Regions from separate parts of the Mus musculus genome. Here region 1 is linked to region 2. A link is a contact called in public Hi-C data. All regions are on one chromosome and are shown on one strand. The core of a region is the stretch at or near the end of the contact, and the rest is flanking DNA. Distances in the headings are between cores, read along the strand shown. Region 1 overlaps Ssbp2 (single-stranded DNA binding protein 2). Region 2 overlaps Atg10 (autophagy related 10).

Region 1 (6,138 bases), core at 2,707-5,206, 700 kb before region 2:
AAGGGATTTTTAGTAAGTTGAATACTGGGTAGTTCATTTAAGTCAACACATTGCTCGTGCTAACTCTTTGTTATCCATACAGGAGAAATTCTCTAAATGTTTAACGGCAGCAAAGCTGTGGGGGACAACTCTCATAGAGGCAAGGGGAGGGGAGGGTGGAGCGGGATGTGGGGTTGATGGAGGGGTAACTGGAAGTGGGATATCATTTGAGATGTAAACAAATGGAATGATTAGTTTTAAAAAAGGGAGGGGGAAGAACTAGATAGCTTCCTACTTGCCTCCCCCCCATATTGTTTTTAATCATGTGGAGACAATGAAAATTCCAAAGTTTATTCAAAAACAATTTCTATACTCTGGTTTTACCCTAGGAGTTAAATGCCCATGTAGCTAGTTTGAATTACAGTACCTGCTGGACTAGGCATGATGGGTGTTCCTGGTGGTCCTCCACCTCCCGGAGGACCCTAAATAATTACACAAAATTTCAGTAAAAATAAAGCATTTCATTAAACAACATAAGGAAAGACAGAAAAAGGTTATACTTATCTCTATAGTAACCCAAATTTAAAAACAAAGCAACTATATTTCCTCTGTAATTTATTTTCTTGATGCACAATCATCTCAATATTATGCAAAACATAATTTAGCCTAACTATGTTGAGACTGTTTTGACAAGTTTCCAAAAACAATGAGCCTGTAACACTGGTTTATTATTCATGACTTAATCACATCACCTATAATGAGGTTAAGGAGAAAGTATTTAGTAGGGCCTTTACAAATCAACAAACTACGAATAATTCCCTTGTACGTTGCTATCATATTCTTACATTTTGCGTCACTGGAACTTACTAAAGCTAGCAAGGCATTCATTCACACAGAGTGTGAAGAGATGCCCATTTAGACATTATCAACCCGCTGCTGCTGTTTCTGTTCTCTCAGCCTTGGGTCAACATGGTACAGCATCACTTCAGTGGGAAATGGGACATGCTCCTCACCCTAACCAATGCTGGAGGGGAGGCTGCAGCTCCATATCCAACTGCGGGGGGAGGGGGGGAAAGCGGCACTAGGCAGTGCTGCGGGTAATTCTGACAACTAAGGGCACCGTATAGGTAACGAGTTTTAGAACTTTTATCTACAGTAATAAAGTAGTATTTCTGCAGGGTAAACCGCTCACTAACTTTCTTCTATGCATTCCTATTTACAGCACTCTCGCTGCACATCACCTCTGGAAATTACCCTTGGAAAGGCTTCCTACTTTATCATTTCATCTTGGCATCTCTGTTAATATTTTTTTGTAAAATAACTTTTCCCTTATGCTATCCTTCAGGTGTAACAAGGAACTTAAAAGGGGTGATGGCCAAAGGGTCACTGTGACTTTAAAAGAGGAGGTCCAAACCCTGGCTTCAGGTCCACATGAATTATTGAGAAAAGTTAACATGTATAGATGGTAACAAGGAAATAGTTTTGTTTTGTTTTGTTTTTTCCAATCTCTAGGAATAGAAAAAAAAACCAAAACTAAAAGATCCTTCCAAATTATTTCTTTATTCTCCAGTCTAATCCACTTTGTTGCTGGGATAGCTTTTTATGTTTTCTTAGCCTTCATGTGTGGTGAGTGGGGCTGGGGAGGAGTGTGTGCACTATGCTTGTGGAGAACCGCAATCAAGCGGATCACTGTAATACTGGGAATGGCTCTCTTGATGATTGGATAGAGTATTGTAGTAGCTTCTAGAAACATATGCCAAAGTAAAGCAGAGAACTGAAGGCAATTCCAGCCAGACTGGTAACTGTTTCCCTAATGAACATCAACATATGTATTGTGGTTGGCATATGCAACAACTCAAGATGTTCACTTCTTGGTCAATACACAGGGCTCTTCTTAACATCTGGGCACCAATTTCACTGCTCAAATAAAATGTGACATCAATTCTTCTGAGCAAACAAACCCAAATGTACTTACTACGTAATTCCCAGGAGACGCTGAGGAGTAGGGTATCTGGAACATGAGCACGACAGAGACAAATATTTTGATTCATGTGACCACATGAGATTGAATTAAATGAATTGACTTCTCTTTATCACATTAAAAATGAATCAAAGGTATAATAAAACACAAAGGAACTTGTATATGTGTAAGTGCCAAAAAAAAATCCAGGCAACTATAATATTATATTGAATTCACAAGAAAATGTAGATTTCACAAGAGGAATTCAAAACGATAGCTTCAAATTATATTGGCTTGGGTCAGTTGTTTCCACTGGGTGATACTAATGAGATATTCTATAAATAGAAAGATTATATATACTCATACAGCTAAAGCCCGGGAATCTCAGATTAGTATCCTGTGCAGATGAAACTTACTGCTACTTTCACACAGTACATGTGAATTCTTACATTCTTCACTTAGTTAATATTGACGCAATAAAAGGAATTTGATGTCCAAAGACTGAGAATTTATGAGGATCAAGTCCAAACAAGAGGCTGTTTTCTAGATGAGATGGTTTTAATCCCCAACACTCTGATGACACAAGTGAAGAATTAAAAATGTACCCTAAAATAACCCCCTAAGTGTAGGTGGCATAGGTATACTTAGACATTTCCTTTTCAACAAGCCCACTAGCTCACTGGCATGATGCAGTCCATACAATGATGTGTCTCCCTGGAATGAGCTAGTCAAGGCCAGAGTAAGATCTGAGTGGTGAAGGGAAGCGTGGACTCTGAAGAGTCCCTAACTTGTCATAACACCACACTAGTGTGAAGTCATAAATAAGGAAGTATGTAAGCCATAATGCCCTTTAAAGTATTTGATGATTTTTTGGAACTATTTAACATTAGGCTATTTGAAAAGGCTTTCTCCTTTTGGTGTCCTTGCTTTCTGCAAGCACAAACCACATGTCACCAGAGCCTCTACTTGACTGTGGGGTTGAGCCCAACACACCGCAGTGCTACTGTAGGCCCAGTCAGTAGTTGGGAAGGGGCTTACTTCCCCTGAGTACCAAGGTCTCTCACAGCATTGACCTTGAACTTAATTTGCTAAATACTTTACTTTGGTTTCCTGTGCCTCTTTCAGTTCACGATCTACCCAAACTCTTTAATTCTATTGTGTTTAAATGCAAACATTTGCCCCTGTGCAGGGCTAATACCCTGTCAGCTCCTAGGAGGAATGTCTTCTCCCTTGTCTTCAGCAATGGCCACTGTTTTCCTTCTCTGATTTGTTTAACACCTTTCTTACAAGGTTAAAGTTGCAAGACACAATCTAACCATCGTTTAGTTCTTTGTTACTCCCAATATATTAAATTCCTGAACTTTTTTCACTATTTCTCTTCCCTTTTTGAGAGTTCAGAACCTTTGTACTAAGATTTGAACAATTCCTTTGCCTGAAACCTTGTCACTTTTAGGAGGAAGAAGAATTCTTGGGCTGTATTTATCTACTTCTTTGGTATAACTATTTTCATTTGTCAGATTTCACATTACCAAATGGTTCTTCGGTTTTCTGACTCTAAATCAGCATTTGGGCTCCTATCCCTGGCACATAACTGAGCCTGTACTTTTGTGAGTTGTTAGAAGTATCTAATAGTATAGTATAAAAACATACATTACATCAAAAGACAGAAATACCATGGGAGTGTAGTGGTAAATCTGAGCTGGAAATCTGGGTACACAGGAAGAAGGTGTAGATGAGGAAAGATGAGGCAAGCCAAAGGAAGGAAAGGGAATGAGAGAGTGCACAGTATAATCGGGGAATGCTATGGATTTTTTTAAAAAAATTTTTTATGGCTGTTACACTGTAAGACTTACAGGCTGTGTAGTTAATGATAAGACCACATGATTGGACCAGGAATGACTGCATGCTATAGGAAATAAGAGGTTTTATAGTGTTTGGATGCATGCTTCAGTACTGTGACTCTATGGGAACTAGGCAAAATGAATCAAGTAGACCAGTGCAGAATCTCAGCCAAGACCTGGCAAAGGGACCTGTCGACCTCAATAAGCAGGATTGGAGAACTGAGAGTTGTTTCACATTCAATGGCAAATGGTGTCATAACTCCAGTTCCAGAGGGTCCTATGAGTGCTTTTGAATTCCATGGGCTCCTATCCACATGTGGTGCTCTTACATACACTTAGGCAAGCATGCGCATGAGCGCACATGATGCTATGTATATATTTATTTTATTATATGAGTATTATATAAATATATATAAAATAAATATTTTAAAACATGTTAAAGTAAGACCCAGATAATAAGTAAGATCACAGAGCTAGAGGGTCAGAATCATTTAACTACAAAAAGCTGAAAGGAAATTAAGGGTCAAATATGTTGCATGACTAAGCTAGAAAGGAATTCTGCACCATAGTACTCACGATTGTAGTGGTTTGAGTAAAGGCTAAAGCAGTAACTTCTCCTTTTAAGATGACTGGTGTCATTCTAGTTTCTCAAGAAGGAACGGAATCAATGACCCTGTAAGTACTGATGGTGGGGACGGCATCATGCATTATGCCAGTAGAAAGCAGGAACCAGGTTTTAGTGGGTTTTTTTTTTTAATTAAAAAAAACTTGTACTGTATTTTCTTTATGGTTAATCACTTATTTTCCTTAAAGGGGTTTCCTCCTCCTTCCCCTGTCAAATCAGTAAACTGATTAATATAATGCTGTGCAAAAGATGTGATGTCACGACAAATCCTTGTTCTACTAACCCCTTTCATACTTTCCAGTTAACGGTACTTCCCTTATTTTGACTTGACTTGGGTTGTGTGGGCCCAGGAGGAGGCACAAACTACTGTAGTATGCTTACTATTTCTACCTTTACTTTTGAAAATCCGACTGAAATTTTGAGAAGGCGACATAAAACACACATTTGCGTAATGAAATTTAAAAATACATAATTTCAAAAATAAGACTCACTTTTTTCTAAAAGAATATAAACAACACTGCTTTTGGAGCAACTACTTTAAATGCATAGCCCAGCAGGCTATGGAGCTCTCCAGAGCAGCAGGCTTTTCACTGCTAAACGTTACAAAGTGCAAAATATGTATACTCACTGAATTCGCATTTGTTGGGTTTGGCCAAGGTCTACCACCACCTGGACCCCTACAAAACGATATGACAGATTAATTCAACCTGAGCCTCAGTGGCTCCACAGCAGACAGTCCTGTTTGTGACATAGTTGCCATGCACCATGAGAGTCAAGTTTGTAACATAGTTGCCATGCACCATGAGAGTCAAGTTTGTAACATAGTTGCACCATGAGAGTCAAGTTTGTAACATAGTTGCACCATGAGAGTCAAGTTTGTAACATAGTTGCACCATGAGAGTCAAGCTCAGGTATCACTCTAGTCATCTTTGTGGGTTTTCCTTGAATGCAAAAAAAAAATTACCCCAGAAAACAGTTTCATGTAAAGTTAGTTTAATATTGTTTATTTTTATAAACAAAATTGGAAGCCACCTATACTAGACTATATATGCTCCTAAATAATTTTTAGCAGTTTTAGAGCAAAAGGGATCAAATACAGTTAAAAATAACTCAATCAGTATGGGCCACATGTGTATTATTCAAATGAAACTATTTGTAAAATATCTACATAAATGGCACTCTTAAATACAAATAAGCAATATGCAAACTTGTGTCCTTCTATGAAATAGTCTTATATGGTATTGTATCCTCTAGTGCTCATGGTGACTTAGTCCTGGGAAGCACTGAGTCTGGCATTAGTCTCACTGCCAATACCACTCTCATATGTGGCTCCACTGAGTTACTAAGCCATGGGTACCATCATCTGCCAGAGAAGGATGGAGGATTCAAATGGGCATGCTCTATATTATAGCTCTATAAATTTGTTATTATAATATATATTATACGATATATACTATATAAACTTAGATTACAGCTTTATCAATGTTATTGATTTAAAATTCATAATTTTAGTTGAAGATAGTAGAGAGAGGAAGTCTTAAAATGAAAGGAGATATTCTATGCCAATATATTGCTTTATTTTAGAATTCAAGAGAATGTTTTATATTTTATACTATATAAACAAAATTAATGCCCAATTAAATCAAATTCATATACCTGGGCTGTGGTGTTAAGTACATTTGAATAAATATTGTCTTATGAAAAGTAGACTATTTTCAACTTCCCTTATTTTA
Region 2 (5,479 bases), core at 2,710-5,209:
ACAGAGGTTGAACTTTTTTTTTCCCAATATGTTGATTGACCATTTTCATTTCATCTTTTGAAAGCTGTCCATTTCATGGGCTCATTTATTGATTGGGCTGTTTGATTTCTCACATTTTTGAGCTTGTGTATATTAGGTATTAATATTATCATATGTGTAGCTAGCAAAGATTTTGCCCATTCTATAGGCTGTTTCTTCACTCACGTAACAGTCTCCTTTTTGCTGTGTGGAAGCATTTTGGTTTCATGCAGTCCCATTTGTAGATCCTTGGCATTCAATCTGAGGCAGCTGGAGTGATATTCAGGAAGTGTTAGCCTGTGCTTTTCCCCTACTTTTTCCTCAACAGTTTCAGAATTTCACGTCTCACATTCTTGTCTCTGATTCATTTGGAGTTGATTTTTATGCAAGGTGAGAGGGATCCAGTTTCATCCCTCCCATGTAGATACCCAGGTAGTCTGGAACCATCTGTCGGACAGGCTGCCTTTTTTCCACTGTGTACTTCCTGCCCACCATATCAGTTATGAAAGAAAGTTTCCCCTTTTCCTGAATATACTTGGTGTTTTTAACTTGTTTCTTAATCATATGTCTTATAGTCATTTTATGACAATCAAATTATTTTTCTTGTTTTTATTTCTTTAATGAGGTAAATTGTATTGATGTTTCATGCAGTATATCACTTTTTTCCCCTCAGGGGAGAAAATCCAAACTTCGTTATCATATAGTATAGCTAAGAAATGCAAGCTTTCCAGCGGAATGCAGGCAAGGCAATATTGCTGGACTCCATTTGCTAATATTGTACTTGGGACATTTTCTTCCATATTCATAAAGAAATTGGCCTGTAATCTCCCTTTCTTATAATAGCTTCGTCACTTCGATATCAAGCATATGTTACCTTCATAAGATAACTCGGGAAGGGAGCTTCTTTTCCCTTTCTGGAGGAGTTTTGTGTTTTCCTTGTGTTATTCCTTCTTTAACTGTTTGGGGGAATTAATCAGTGGAGCCATCTGGTTTGGAGTTTTCTTCATGGGAAGAGATTTAATAAAAAAAATGATTTCTTTGATAGAAATGATACTATCCAGCTCTCAATATAATGAGGGCTTCTTTGAAGGTCATCTTCCCCCTGGGGCCTGGAGTGATGGTGGCTGCTTTCAACTCTGGTGGGTTTCCACTTCCATGATACCATAGAATGAATGAGTGTCCTCTCAGATTCATGTATTGGACCATGAATTCCCCAGTGTGCTGGGACTTAAAAGCAGAACAGTTTATTTGGTTCCTTGGTGACGTAGTCGTGAAGAAAGGTGCTTACGCTGAGATTGCTACTGAGAAGAGCCCAGAAGCCCCTGCCTCTTGTCTCAAGTGAGGACATAGTGAGAAGCTGTCGTCTCTAAGCCAGAAAAGCCAACCTTCACCAGACACAACATTCTCTGGAGCTGTTCCAAGACTTCTTGTTCTTCTAAACTGTGAGAAACAAACTTCTATTGTTTATTAGCCTTCCCAGTCTGTGGAATTTTCATGGTAGTACCCTAAATGGAGTATAATAGATGATGTATATATACCTACTTTTATTCTGTCTGTTTCCTCTTTGAGACATGTGGTTTCCTTTAAATCAGTGGTTTATTTCCCCTTTTCTTTTAAAACTCTTGGTCATTTTCTCTTCATATGGTTTCTGCTATGTCACTCTCCGTGACTCCACTTCAAGATGCCTCCACCTTTTTGCCACATGCCGTCTGTCTGTAAATGTTCTTCCCTCCTTCCCTCCCTCATTTCTGTTTCTATTATTTGTGGTCTATTCTTCTGTATTATTATTGCATATATATGCAAATGAATGATGAGTGCAAACTGCTGAATTAGTTTAGTGTCTCTTGGACTCTCCTGACCAACAACTTGAAGGGATTTTTGTCATCCCTGGACCTGGGGGGAAGCCACATGGTATTTCATCATTTAAACTGTATACATGCATATACAGATATACTTACATGTATTTTAGGTAAATATAAAACTCTATGATACCTTACAACTTTACCATGCATCCCTCAGTGTTATTTATCTCCCCTTCCTATATCTCTTGTCTTGATCAACCCCTCCCCCTTATACCCCTTCCACTTTTCCATCTCTCCCTTCATGTTGTCTTCATGTTACCTGTATTACCCTCCAAAAATCAATTTCCTAACCTTACCGCAACTGCCAACTGCTGTGTGTGTGTGTGTGTGTGTGTGTGTGTGTGTGTGTGTGTGTGCCTGTCTGTTGAGCTTGGGAAGGAGACTGGATGGGGGGATTATACACACCCCAGCCCATCATTAGCCAGTAGTTTGGCAGGGACAGAGAGAGTCCTTCCCTGATCATTGATTGATTGTTGATAGTTCTTGTATTAGCCCAGGCTGGATGCGCACTCACTATCTACCTACTTTGTCCTGCTGAATACTGGGACGACAGGTATTCACCACCACTCACTAGTTAATTAAAAATATTTTAGCCAGGTATGATGTGTCACACATGTAATCCCATGACTTTGGAGGCTAAGCCAGGAAAATCACTTTGAGTTCCAGGCCATTAAAATACACCGCAAGTTCTAGGCCAGCTTGGTCTACAGATTCAGACTCTGTCTCAAAAAAGGAAAAAACAATCTCACACACATAAGATAAATAAATAAATCTTTTTAAAAAAAGAGTGTACCACCATGCACAACTTATATTAACATTACCCAAAAAAATCCAATTACTCTACCAAAACTCTCAAGCTTTCTTGAGCATATTGCTAGAAATTGAACTAAATGGCTGGTATCTCCATGTCTGACAATAATATTTGTATTATCTGTGTTATTCATCTTGTCTTTTTTTATAGTTACTTTTTATTTAGTATCAGATATCAAGAATATAACATTTCGCATGGATAATAGAAATCTTTTTTAAAAATGTTATTTCTATCCAGAGAAGATTTTTTTTTTCTCCTTTGGGTATGCAGCTCATTTAAGGGCCCTAGGGATTCTACTCACAAAGTTCCAACCTGTGTTTTGAAGCTTGGTTTTGTTTACTGTAAGAATTGCTTTGTTTCCTGTACCCTAACATCTAGAGGATAAGTCTTCCAGATCATACCCCAAAACCCTTTGTGCTTCCAGGGCCTTGCTACCCTGATGCACCCTACAGAACCAGCAGTCACCCAGATGTCAAGCCCCTGTCTCTAGGCTTCCTTCTTCTTCTGACTCTTTAACCTACAAATCATCATTTTCTAACTGTGGTGTCTGTCAGCAGATATAGAATCTGTTTCTATCTTTCTAAGAGGAAACCTGGCTAGATATGAAACTCCTTTGAGCTTGGGAAGGAGACTGGAGTGGGGGATATAACAGCATCTACACAGCCTCCACTTAGCTTCTACATGCCTAGGCAGTCTCCCTTTAATCAGGACAAGGGGAAAATATGTATGCTGAGGAGAGTCTGTAGAAGCCAGAATGTTTGGATTCAAGAAGGATTAATCAATCCTTTGTCTGTCTGTCTGTCTGTCTGTCTGTCTTCCTTTCTCTCTCTCTCTCTCTCTCTCTCTCTCTCTCTCTCTCTTTCTTTCTTTCTTTCTTTCTTTGCTTTGGATAGGGTAAGTCAAACTTGGTGATATCTAAGTGCTATGTAATTTGAAATTCTAGGATTCTATTAAATGAAGCTGGGCTTCATTTAGGTTAATTTAGAAGTTTAATTAGAACTTAAAGTTTCTCCTGTAGTGATAAGGAGGCTTATCATCATAAAGAAAACTTCTGGGTTTTAATTTCAGCACAATAGCTCCCACTTGTAAAACACTGAACCAACTTCCATCCATAGTGTGCAATGGAATTGAAAATCTTATGTCCAGAACAAACTACTTGCAATATTATCTGCTAAGAATTCGCTTTTCTGTGAATCACTATGCAGTCATACAATGAAGCAGCTTTATCTCTGCCCTATCCTGTATTGTGGTTTTTATTATTTCTTACATATGCTTTGCAGGCTCTGGATCTTTTCCTCTTCATGATATTAGTAACTTCCCTTGTCCAGCCTTATGTTCCTGTATTCTTACACATTGTTTTTCTGTCTTCTCTTTCCCTTAACCCCATTTCCCACTTCTCTCCTCCAAGCTATAATTTCCACTGTGCTCTGTAGACCTTGTTCTCCATAGCATGGCAAGAGGAGGTGGTGTCTCTGGGTTCCCTTCTGCATTCTCCTTTATTGAATATTTGTCCAGCCATTGGCTTCCATTGAACCCCAGTTCTCTCTTTCTCGAGGGGATCTGTTTCTCCTGTAGCCTTCACTTTCCTCCTCATCTCAAACTGAGAAGTCAAGATCATGACTCCTTTACCATTTAAAACTCACCAGCTCCTTGCAGCCCTGGGTAATCCACCCCCGATTGTGTTAACCAAGTACTCCAGTACTCAGATACTGTCTGTTCTCACCCCAGGGACAAAACCACAGCATTGAGGCTTTCGTCAGTGTGATGACCACAAAGCCCAAAGGTACACCAAGCTCCTGACTCTTACTATTCACTCCCCTATTGAATTCACTTTGCTGACTCTGTGGGAGATAGTTGGCGTCTTCTTGTTTCATGACTCAGGCCCATCTCTCCTCAGTCATATCTCAGAGTAAGAACAGATATCATATGAAGAGAGACAGTTCATCTCTTTGTGACACCAATTCTGGAACTGACATTATCTGTCATTGCTTCTGTTGCAAAAGGAAAAGAGGACCTACCACTTTCCGATACTGACAACCTGTTCTTTTTCTCTGAATTGTAAACACTATTAGGATGTGAGTCTTTATTGTGACAGCATCTCTCTCTGACGTAGGATCTTCCATTATTTATCTCCTGTGTTGAGAGACTTCCCTTTTAGAGGTTATGAGCATACACAGTTCATAGAGATAAGTAGCCTAAATACTTGAAAAGATACTTCAGCTAATTTATAAAACTGTACAAAATAAAACTGCACTGAAATGCCATTTTTATCTTACTATACTGGCAAAAAGGTAAAAGTCTGAAACATGTGATATATGAGAAAGAAACACCATGTTTAATGAAGGCTGCCTTCCTCCAGTGCTAGAGTATTGAACCTGGGGCCCTTGGTCATGCTGGGTAAGTGTTCTATCCTGAGCTGTAACCCTCATCATGGAGGGGTCAGTTTCATATTGCACTGCTTGGGTGGGGGGCAGGGGAATTACAACTTTACTGAACATCAGGTTGATAGTATGTAGCAAAATTGTCAAGTCTATGATAGCCATGGACCTCAGTCCCTGATCTTAAGTTCATCCTATATCAGACTGTGCATCCTAGAGTGACTGCAAGACTTGGCTGTGCACTCTTCCTGGGTACTTCTGTCCAGATCCAAACCTTTAAACACCCCTTTGTAAACTACTGACCCTGAATTTAGTCCTTGAGCTTAGAAACTCCTCTGGCTACAGATCTGTGGCTATGGATTTTGACTCTCCTCTCAGGGTACCCCGATGCTGCCAATACACTGGCTGGG

The links. A called contact is a pair of places that touch in the nucleus more often than the background predicts.
Region 1: a contact with region 2 is called in a Hi-C map of bone marrow-derived macrophages, with 10 read pairs. The contact joins two enhancer-like sites. A contact is called at or near these places in 2 of 15 datasets of contacts at CTCF or cohesin (the NIH/3T3 cell line and large pre-B cells) and 11 of 484 Hi-C or Micro-C datasets (the AML12 cell line, the C2C12 cell line, CD8 T cells and 7 more).

What each region holds. Positions count from the first base shown.
Region 1 is chr13:91,679,534-91,685,671 of GRCm38.p6, reverse strand. Ssbp2 (single-stranded DNA binding protein 2) reads right to left here. Exons shown (of 17, transcript NM_024272.4): 10 at 5,034-5,082; 11 at 1,955-1,990; 12 at 407-461. Among named protein-coding and RNA genes, the nearest start is that of Gm22778, 41 kb to the left of the region's middle. Within about 2 kb of position 3,956, at least 48 of the 459 cell types and tissues checked have an H3K27ac peak or open chromatin away from gene starts, as enhancers often do. A contact at or near this core is called in bone marrow-derived macrophages, where this site is marked.
Region 2 is chr13:90,980,436-90,985,914 of GRCm38.p6, reverse strand. All of the region lies in intron 5 of Atg10 (autophagy related 10), which reads left to right. Among named protein-coding and RNA genes, the nearest start is that of Gm46434, 51 kb to the right of the region's middle. Within about 2 kb of position 3,959, at least 31 of the 459 cell types and tissues checked have an H3K27ac peak or open chromatin away from gene starts, as enhancers often do. A contact at or near this core is called in bone marrow-derived macrophages, where this site is marked.